Linked DNA regions of Gossypium hirsutum: region 2 is linked to region 1. A link is a contact called in public Hi-C data. All regions are on one chromosome and are shown on one strand. The core of a region is the stretch at or near the end of the contact, and the rest is flanking DNA. Distances in the headings are between cores, read along the strand shown.

What was found. Hi-C and Micro-C count contacts between places; a contact is called where the count stands out from the background.
Region 2: a contact with region 1 is called in a Hi-C map of leaf, with 3 times the contacts expected there. The contact joins the enhancer-like site here to the promoter of LOC107903621 in region 1. A contact is called at or near these places in 2 of 34 Hi-C or Micro-C datasets (callus and leaf).

The regions. Positions count from the first base shown.
Region 1 is chrA12:36,135,387-36,140,954 of Gossypium_hirsutum_v2.1, forward strand. LOC107903621 (calmodulin-binding transcription activator 3) reads right to left here and starts at 2,519. Exons shown (of 13, transcript XM_016829714.2): 1 at 1,990-2,519; 2 at 1,371-1,490; 3 at 386-501; 4 at 175-263. The coding sequence starts at 2,029.
Region 2 is chrA12:36,843,490-36,848,722 of Gossypium_hirsutum_v2.1, forward strand. No RefSeq gene overlaps it. Among protein-coding and RNA genes, the nearest start is that of LOC107934419, 14 kb to the right of the region's middle. Within about 2 kb of position 3,827, at least 2 of the 9 cell types and tissues checked have an H3K27ac peak or open chromatin away from gene starts, as enhancers often do. A contact at or near this core is called in leaf, where this site is marked.

The DNA of each region.
Region 1 (5,568 bases), core at 1,269-3,768:
CTCCAAAGTAGAGGAAGAATTTTTTTGTAAATCACACCTAACTATAATTTCATTGAGTGAAATAACCAAGTATAACTAAAGCTAAATTTAATTGTTGAAATAGAAAATGTAATGCACACACAATAATGTCAAAACAATGACCGCCACATGGCCCATAAACATATAAAGACTCACTCTTCAAGCATCCAATAACTGCGTCTTTGAAAATTTTCATTTTCTTCTCCATGAGCATAGTAGCAATGCAGAACATCAATGCTTCCTGCCTGAAAAAAATCAACATCTTTCCAATGGTTTTCACTTGAAGCAAAGAAAACTTCATACAAAATGTGTTCTTTCTTACCACAAAAGAATTCAACATAGACGACAAGATGACACTGACTCTTACCTTGAGTCTCTCATGAGCTTCCTTCACTGTCTTCCCATCCTTTTTCTTCCTCCAGTTATGTCCATCCTTTCTAAAGTATCTCAGTACCTTTCGATCAAAAAGAAAAAGTGAACCACCTGAAAACAGAAACAGTTGGATAATTAAATTTGGGATGTTTGCATAGTTTAAATATCAAAATGACCTTCAATCCAATTTGGGATGTTAGCATATTTTAAATATCAAAACAGCCACTAACCGAATTCAGGATGTTAGCATATTTTAAGTATCAAACAACCATTAATTACTAGTAGCAAACTTGTTCTGCTCATTATTGTAGAGGATGAATCTAACCCAAAATAAGTAATCTAAAAAATGCACCAAGACAAGCACTGGACTGTGTGATTTTGTAATCAATAATCAGCAAGCTATCCATCAACCAAGGGGCTAAATTAATAACCCAGAATAATAGAGAAATAAGATATCAGCAGATTTTAGGAAAAAGTAAGCTATTTAAATTTAGATATTTAAATTTAGATGTCAAGTTAATGATGTAATTTTACCCGCCCTGGAATCAGAGGACTGAACGCACACACACACACACACAAAAAAAAAAAAAAAAAAGAGAGAGAGAAGAATGGCATTATGAGAAAATAAGAAATAATATAGTAACATGGTTTGTTTGAGAACATTTTAACTATAGTATTTACATCATAAATGGTTTTCTATCTGAAGCAGAATCCAAATACAATTCCATTACCTAGGAAAAGGATTAAAAGAATTGAAAGACAGCACATTGACGTGGAATATTTGAGAAAAGAAAGCTGCAATCCCACAAGGGAAAGATATTGAGCAGATATTCAAAGAAGCAAATGATAATATTATCCTAAATGGCAGGAGAAATAGAACTTCAGAATCAAAAGAGCAATATTTTCATGATGTCAAGATAATTATCAACCTATCATCATCTAACAGCATGAACCATTACAATGCAATTCAAAGATCATACTTGGTGGCATATGTGCTGGTTCGGAAGAAATGTGGAATTTCTTATAATTTCTAAGAATTTCACATATTTCAGCTGGTCTTAGCCACCTATGCTGCGCTTCCAGGAGTATTTGATCAATATCTGCACCAAACAAGATGAGAGAGTTCGCTCAAATCTATGCATATAACTTCATATCAAAAAGTAAAAAACCATCAAATTACTCAAACCCTCACATTAACTTCGTAATAAAAAAGATTCTTGATTAATACAAAGCTCTGTGTACCAAAGAAGAAGAAAGTCAAAACAGCTTCATTTGCCTTTTAATTCTGACCCTAAGTCTCTCTCTTTTCAACAAAATTAATACCCCCTCTGCTTAACCATTTCTCTTCTTCCGCATAAAAGAACCCGAATGAGAAGCCATAGTCTCGAACAAATTAATTTAAAACCCACCACAGAAACTAAAGTATAAGCAAGAGCACTACATTTTAGTAAACCAAACCAATAAAAAAAAGGGTGTTAAAACATGCAAATTTCAACATTCACTAGAAACACAAATAAAAGATAATGTAAAAAACTAGGGGGACCCCCGGGGGGGGGGGAGAAATGAAATAGAATATAGAAGAGCCAATTATATAGGTACCAAGTTGATTAGTAAGGACATCGCGCCTAGACTCTGCCATAATCTTGGCTTTCTTTCTTCTTTTTCTCTGTTCAACTCACTCTCTCTCTTAGCTCAAAATATAAAACCCTTGAGAAAAAGCTCCTTTCCAAGGACAGAAGTTATACTCATTTAAGGATCTGTTAAAAGCCCAAAACAAAACAAAAAAAAGAACGCGGTTTATCGAGAAAAGAGAAAGTGGGTGATCGAAGGTAACGCGCCCTTGCTATGTAAGTTTTAATCTCGTTTGTAAAGAAGAATTTTAAAATACAGAAAATTTATATATACATATTTACAAGAGAAAGAGGGAGGAAATCGCCGAGGAAATGGATGGAAGAGGGATTATCACTATCACCCAGGATTCAACGTCGTAGACTTTCTTCGCTCCACTTTTTGACCACCCTTCTCACTTATTGAAACAATCTGCCTCTACCATTATCTTTTATCATTTACCCCAACTTGACTAAACTTTTCTTTTGGTGACAAGGGTACATAAACTATCTTTTATCCATTTTACACTAATTTATAATTTACCCTTTAAATATCATCATTGGACGTTTAAAATATAATTTTTAATTTTTTTTCTTATATATTATTTTTCTCTTTATTTTTTTTTGTTTTCTTTTCCATTTTCTTTCTTCTCCCTTTTATAATATTTGTCAAATACTAACAATATTTATACCGAAAATAAAATACTATTCAAAATTCACTCGCTCAAAATTAAAACACTAGCCATTAATTATATTTTCAAATTTTACTCTCTGCTTGTTGAACCTAGCCAGATTAAAAAAGTTCATTCATCAATCAAAATTAGTGTTTTTAAAAATCGAACAGATCTATTGGACAAGAAGCTGACTCGAATATCAATCTGAAGATAAAAATTGGCTTGGTAACTTTTCGTTTTGGGGTTTTCATACTTGGGATTGAATATTAATTATATGCTGAAATTGGATTGAGCATGTCACTCGGCTAAATTGATAATTGGGGACTTTATTTGTTTTTCAGCTATAAGCCAGATAAACAAAAAAATTTTCTTCAAAGGCGGTGTCATGCAATGAGTTTTTTTCTAAAAGCCACTCCAGTTCTGCTAACTTAACTTAATAAATGATGGTTTAATTAGATGAACATTTTCCTAAAATTAACAAAGGCAACTGCGACACACAACAGGTCTTACACTGACACACAATAAGCTGACGCCAAGTCCCAGACAGGTCTTACACTAGCTTGTATATCTCGAGGCTAATGGATGTCCCAAACATGTCTTACACTAGCTCTCGTCTCAAAGCCAATGCATGTGCCAGACATGTCTTACACTAGCACACATATCACCCAATGTCATGGCATGAATATCCAAATCTATTCCTAAAGTTCAACCGGTAGTCTTTACTACGTTAATTTCTCAATGTGCATACTCATATTCACAATCATAACAATTTATGCAATATCAATTCAATCACAAATCATAACAATATAGTTGCATTATTAACATACAACTTACCTCAGATTACAAAATGTAGGCGACTAGTCGGTTTTAATCTACTTGGATAGCCTTCCCCTGGTCTAGGTTCGAATTTTGTGTTTCTTGATCTAAAATAATAAAAATTCATCCATTTAATTACTAGATAAATTTATACAATCAAAAATTCATATTTTTTTGCAAAATGACCATTTTGCCCCTAAACTTTCACAAAATGAACATTTTATCCCTAGGCTCGAAAATCAAATTTTATCGAATTTCTTCATGCCTTAATCCTAGACAAACCCTTTTTACTCTTATAACATCCCAAAATTTCCATTATTTCACCACATTACTATCTATTTTACAATCTTTACAAAATGATCCTATTAGGGTTTTCATGAGAAGTTCTTTCACAAAAGTTGTTTATTTCACAACCATAACTTATATTATTCCATAAAATTTCAGTTAACAACATATATGCTTTCATAGGAAAACCCTAGACTCTCAACCATTTTGCAAAATAGTCTCTTCATTAGTTAGCTCATGCTATAAGGGTTCCAAAAGTACCAAAATCATAAAAAATAACCATCTAAATCACTTACTTGAGAGAGGAATAAATGGCTGAAAGTTTCAAGCTCCCATGGCTATTTCTTGGAGGAAAAATCGGTGGAAGAAAGAAGAGTAAAAAGATGACAACATTTTTCTCTTTATTTTATTTCTAGACAATATTAAGTCATCAACTCACCTAACCATTTGACCAATTGATTTATCTTGTCCCTACGGTCGGCCAAGCTTCTTTTAAGGGTCTAATTTCACTTTAAAGACCTCAAATTATGGCTCTCTAGCTATTTAACACCTTTGGCTAGCAAATCACAACTTTTTCCCTTTATGCGATTTAGTCTTTTTTTTTGCAATTAGGCTCACAATGCTAAAATTAATTCACCAAAATTTTCATACACTCATATAATCATACTATGACACCAAAATAAAAATAATAATAATTTCTTGACTTCAAAATTGTGGTCCTGAAATCACTGTTCTGACTAAGCCCAAAATCGGTTTGTTACAAAACTGTTGGATCAGCTAGGGTTTTGATTTGTAGATACTAAGATAAGCACCATTTGGGGAAATGTTGGGAAAGAATGCTCCTCGACAAGTAAATAGATGCAACTCTGGCACAAAATTAGAGGGTTAGTTAGTTTCCTCCAAGGGGTCCAATCAGAATTAAAGTTAGACAACTAGCACTAGTTTATGCAGCTAGGCGTCACAAGGACCAAGACACATCCAATGTTAATGCGAGAACATTTCCTAAATCGTACTTCGCATCGATTAATTCTGACTTCACTTGTTTGTTCAGTGTTAGTAGAGTTTTTAATAAATTTGGAATCGGTCTAGAGGAATCCGATAGTAAAATTTCTGTAATTAGATCTTAAAGAGATATTTGTTGGGATTTAAGAGAAGCGTGTTTGGAATTGTATTGGAAACCAGAGTTACACAACGAAAGTGTGGCAACTCAGTTTAAAGAAAGGAGTATAGGATTTTGCGACTAAGAAAAATTTCGAGAACGAAATTTCTTTAAGGAGTGGAGAATTGTAACATCCCAAAAATAGGGGGTTAGTAGAACCTGGTTTGTGAATCGAAAGAGAGAGTGGTCATGCCCTAATTTTTGAGATTATCTGTGTGTTTTTATGAAATATATGAGGTATTGGTTTGTTGGGTAACTGTTAGTGAAACATTCCTTGAAACCCAAGTTCAAATCCCTTCTCTCACACCATTTTCATTATTTTGTAAATTTTGCATCAAATCCTAATATGTGCCACGCCTTATTTTAAAAATAAATACCGCAAAATTATTTCAAGAATGAGGAAATAGATTAGTGGTTAAAAGAAATATGAGAAAGTATGAAAATTAAATTAAGGTCCCAAGTTTGAATCTTTTCCCTTACAAAATAATTAAATTTTGCAAAATCTCATTTTTTTTTTGTGTATGCCATCCATACCCTCTTAGACCTAGGTATATATATTATTTTTAGACAAAATTATCAACTTTTATCTCATGCTTCCCACCCTAGCTGTCCCTATCCTTCTCCTCTCCTTTTCTCT
Region 2 (5,233 bases), core at 2,577-5,076, 710 kb after region 1:
GTCGTCGGGGAGAATGTGTACTGCAAGGCGGTGGACGATGGTTGCATAGAAGATTTTTGCGTGCAATTGGAGGTTCAAATGAAGGTACAACCGGAGGTGCATTTGGAGGTGTATCTAGAGGTGCATGCTTGTAGACTTTCTCATCGTCATCATCATCGCCTGAATATGTACCAAGCATGGCCCATTCGGCTATCATTTCTTCGAGTTTGGCAGTGTCATCATTTTCCTCTATGGTCGATTGCTGCTTTGTCCTCGCCTACCATCGTGTATCCGCCACTCTCGTATCCAGTGGTTGCGACAATGAGCCATCCCCATAAAACAGTGATGCGTGCGGTGTTTGGCTCACTATAGGCATGTAACAATAAGGTGCCTCAAATCTGGGGTACATCGGAAAGGTACCGAACATCAACATTGTCATCGACTGCTGCATGGGCATTTGAATCAATATCGCCATTGGTGACAGTGCATATGTCGACGCCTATCCTAACATGGGGTTTGACATCAACACCTGCATGAGGGTGTAGCATGTAGGGATATCGGTGCCCCAAAATATGTACCTGCAAGTACAGAAGAACCAGTCATGGTGGACGGAGATACTTGTGAAAAAACATAGGGCTACTGAATAACGAGAATAACTGGAGTGAACTTACCCGGGCATTGCGTAGCCACAGGCAATGCATCTTCTGTCGAAGTGGATAACGAACTTGTCATGTGATCGTGTCCCCTCCTACGCTGCTACAGTGATTGACGTTGCCTCTTCGCCCGAATTTTCCTATTTCACGCGTTTGGTGGTAGTAGATACGGCTTCCTGACTGCTTTGAACCATGCCAATTAATCATTAATTGTCGCTATATCCATTGAGAAAAATGGTTCACAAATGGGTATGGATTACATCCTACGATCCCACACCTTGATGTGCTCCCCATGCCGCACCACCCAGTCATTGTTGTCATTCGATTAACCTCTTGATCTATGCTAGGGGTGTATTGTTCTATGACCTCCTCCATTCGATCTTCAAAGAGCTTGTCGAAATTATTCTCCAACTAGTTGATCGATATCCAAACACCTTCGAACTTGTCCAGGACCTTTCCTAGTAGTGTTGTATAAAGTTTCACCTTACCCAAAATGATTGCTAATCCCGTGATGACTATTGGCCCATCCATTGGAAAACCAAGTTGCAGCACTACGTCCTCGAGTGTGTTTGTATACTCATTGCATGGAAGATGAGAAGTGTGCTTTGGCCTCCATCTTTCCACCAACGCGATGATTAGTGCCAAATCGAGTTTGCAGCCCCAGGACATGTGAGACTCATGTAAGAATCCAGCCACTTACAAGTAGCCATGAATTTCAGGGATCGCATGCTTTCCCATATTATCAATAAAGCTCTCCAAAACACGATCATTCACCTATTTACACAATAAAAATAATTTCAAATTAAAAAATATTAAATTTAACATTATTAAAATTAACGAAATTTAAATTTTCGTCTTACCATTACTCCTAGGTGGCAAAAATATGCTTGTCGTCGAAGTGGATTAGAAAGGCAATCATTCATGAAAAATCGATTTTAAACAAATACAATACGAGATAATTAATAAAAGATTATTTTTAAATGAAAATATTGAGCACAATCAAAACCAGAGAGTTGAGAGACTTGAGAGGGTTTGCGAGAGTTGAGAAAAGGATGTGAATTAAAGAAAAAAGAAATTTTGGGGCAATTTATAAGGTAAAAAAATTACAGTTGGAATTTTATTTTTATTTTTTTTACCGTTGGCACGGCAACGTTCAAAAAGCCATTGCTTTTTGATTGTTGAGGGAAAGCACATCCAACTAGATGAGTATTCCAGAAAGCACGTCCAACTAGGCTCGTTTTACTACCACCTCTGCAGAAAGCTTGCCCAGCTAGATGCACTTCCATTTCTCTCTTCTAAAATCGATCTATTTCCCTAATTAATTTTAAAACTGGCCTAAAAGCTTTTAGGCCTAATTTAGCCACAGGTTTTACATAAGTAGAACTTTTATTTTATTAAGTTTAACAGAATATTTTCTTTTATAAGAGCTAAACAAATTATCTTCAAGTAAAATTTAAAAGGTTGACTTATTAAATTAGTTCGTATAAACTTCACATTGCATCACATCAAACTTGACATGGTAAATGCATCCTGAAAACTTTTGTATCAAAAGTCGAATTGAATTTTACCACTTCAACTCAAAAAAACAAGCAAATTAATCCATGTTATTTAAATTAAAAAGCTAGTTGATCATTCTACTAAAAAATTCATCCATTTTTACTTTTAAAGATTCGTTCTTGTATATCAATATAAGGTGCACATGGCACGCCATATGTCACTGTCTGGTTATTCCATCAATCACGCCAATTTTTAATAGTATAAATAGATGATATTTTTAACATAAAGGACCAATTTACTCTTTGATATAACATATAGGGACTAATTTTCCTTTTTTAAGTAGGAAGGCAAAATGACTTTTAATATAAGGACCTCCAAAATACTTTTACCAACTTCACGCATACATAAAATCACGAAGATGCACCACTTTCACCTAATGTTTTAAAAATAAAATCAATAGTTAAATTAATTAAACATTTATTTTTTTATTTAATTGATTTGATTAGTTTAATTGTGATTCTGTTAACTTATTAAAAAACATAAAAATTAATATAAAATATTTTTTAAAAATTATAAATATCGTCAATTTTTATCTTAATTTTGGTTTTTTACTTATTCTACTCAATTTTCTCATAAACTGATTCAATTATTTTATCTAAATCGATGTACTAATTGATTTTTAATTCGATTGATTTAACCAATTGATTTGATTCAATTCTAACAACATTATTTAGATCCTTAAACTTTTATTTAAGATGTTATGTCAATTATAAAAATTCACATCTAACATATAAAAAATTATTCTATTGATAAAAATTTAAAAAAAATCTCAAAATTTTATTAAAAATGTCGTTAATATAAATTTAAGATGTATTAAAAAATTATATTTGATCTATTTATATTGATGATTCAAATGATAATATAGAAATCGTTTCGTTTTAAAAATTTTAAATGATGATCCTCACCTGGCCTAATAAATTTTCATAATTTCTTAATGTGTTACAAAATTGGGAAGCCTTAGCTGGTAAGTCAAAATCTAAGCCTTCATTCTTTAATATTGTGGAAGTAAGACACACTGCAAATTTATTATAGAGATTTTCTATTAAAAGTGAAATTAATTTTTACTTTTTTAATAAAAAATTAGATTAATTAGTTCATATACATGATTAAAAAGTAAATTAGTTTTATTAAAAAAATTTATTTATTTATGTTGTTAAAAATTGATCCATCCATGACAGCATAAAGTATATATGGCACGTCACATGTTACTATCTGATCATTTTGTTAATCACACTAATCTTTAATTGTACAAATAGATGAAATTTTCAATTGAAATTACTAATTTACCCTTTTATCTAATATAAAAAGACTAATTTACTCATTTTTTGAATAAAAAACAACTCCATATACAAACATCTCCTTAATACTTTTACCAAATACCATCTACATACACATTATACTCAAGCTTAGATAGATTTACTAAATGATTTGTTTTTTAATTGATGACAAAAAGATTGAGCTGAGCATTGGTTGAACATGATAGAAAAAAACAAGAGAAGTCCATTAATGATTTATTTCGTTTTTTGCTCTTTATTGAAAGATAAAAATAAATGGTATGGTGTTGGGCCACAACCACAGCAATTTATGGACTGTTTTAGTCAAGTATCTCTTAGCCAATAGGCTTAGGCCTGCCTCCTTTTCTCACACCAATCCCACCTCTAACCTGTTGACACCCATGCAATCTAAATAATCCCTCTCATCCCTTTTCTTTTCCCTACTATCATTTAAACCCATGCTAAAATAATATTACGGGTTAATGATATACTAATTTAATTGAAAAAAATTTAATTTATATTTTTTCTTAAATATTTATATTATTTTAATGAATTTTTTATATTTTTATATAATATTTAAATAAATTGATTTTATTTTAAAATAAATTTTTATATAAAATATTTTCTTTCACCTAAGCTATGTATATAGATAATATTCTTGGTTGAGTTAATGCCGTAAGTCAACTTGCCATCAATTCAAAATTGATGACAACACTGTGATAAACAATGATAGTGCGCATAATATTCTTAATTTGAAATATTTAAGTGTTTAAATTTCGTTTTACTCACAATTTAATCTATTTTATTTATTTTAATATAGTACATATTTCATGTATTATTATTAATTAATTTTAAATTATCTGTTTCATTATTTATTATGCATTAGTTTTAAACACGCCATTATATAAATATATATAATGGTGAAAAGGAAAGATGAATTACATCAAATGCATAAAAGTACCATTTATTTTATCTTTTTGTAAAAATTCTAAGATTTCTATAGATGTCACATCAAAGACATGTAAGATCGATTTCTAATTCAAGCTATGTTTAACAAGTTAATCCATCACCAAGTTCTGCTTTCTCAGTATGTGATTGATCTTCCACTACCCTTCAGATTTGATGATACGTTGAGTCCTTCTAAACACAATAATCTCTGGATTAATCCCAAATCAGTCAAGGCTTGTACTACTTCAAAGTTATCAACTTAAATTATGGCCCTTCTGTATCTCTTATTAAGTAAAATAAAGATCTCATCTAGGATACAACATTATATTTTAAATACATTATTTTTACATACATACGTGTTTGATAAAATTTCTAATATACGAAGAAAAGTCCCCTTTTGTTAAATTATTGATGGGAATAAATAAATTTAACAATTTAAAATTAGTTATCCACTATGGGTAAAAATAAAATATAATATGTAAAAAATAAAGAAAACATTGTGGCCATTCAAAAAATAAAATAAAAAGTTGCTAGGGGAATATTTTTAGATTCTCCAAAAAATTATTATATAAATCCTTATACCGGCGATTAGAATAGTTGCTATGGAATATTTTAGACTTTCTAAAAGAATAAATTAATATATGGTAATTATTCTGTGAGTTGATTTTTTTTTTAAAATTCCTTAATATACTAATTATATAATCATAGTATAATATCGTTTTTTATTAATCGAAATATATTGTATCGGTTCTAATTCAATTAAAAAGTTTAAACAAAATAGTAGAGATATTATTTGAAGTGAATTTTATTTTTCATGTAAAA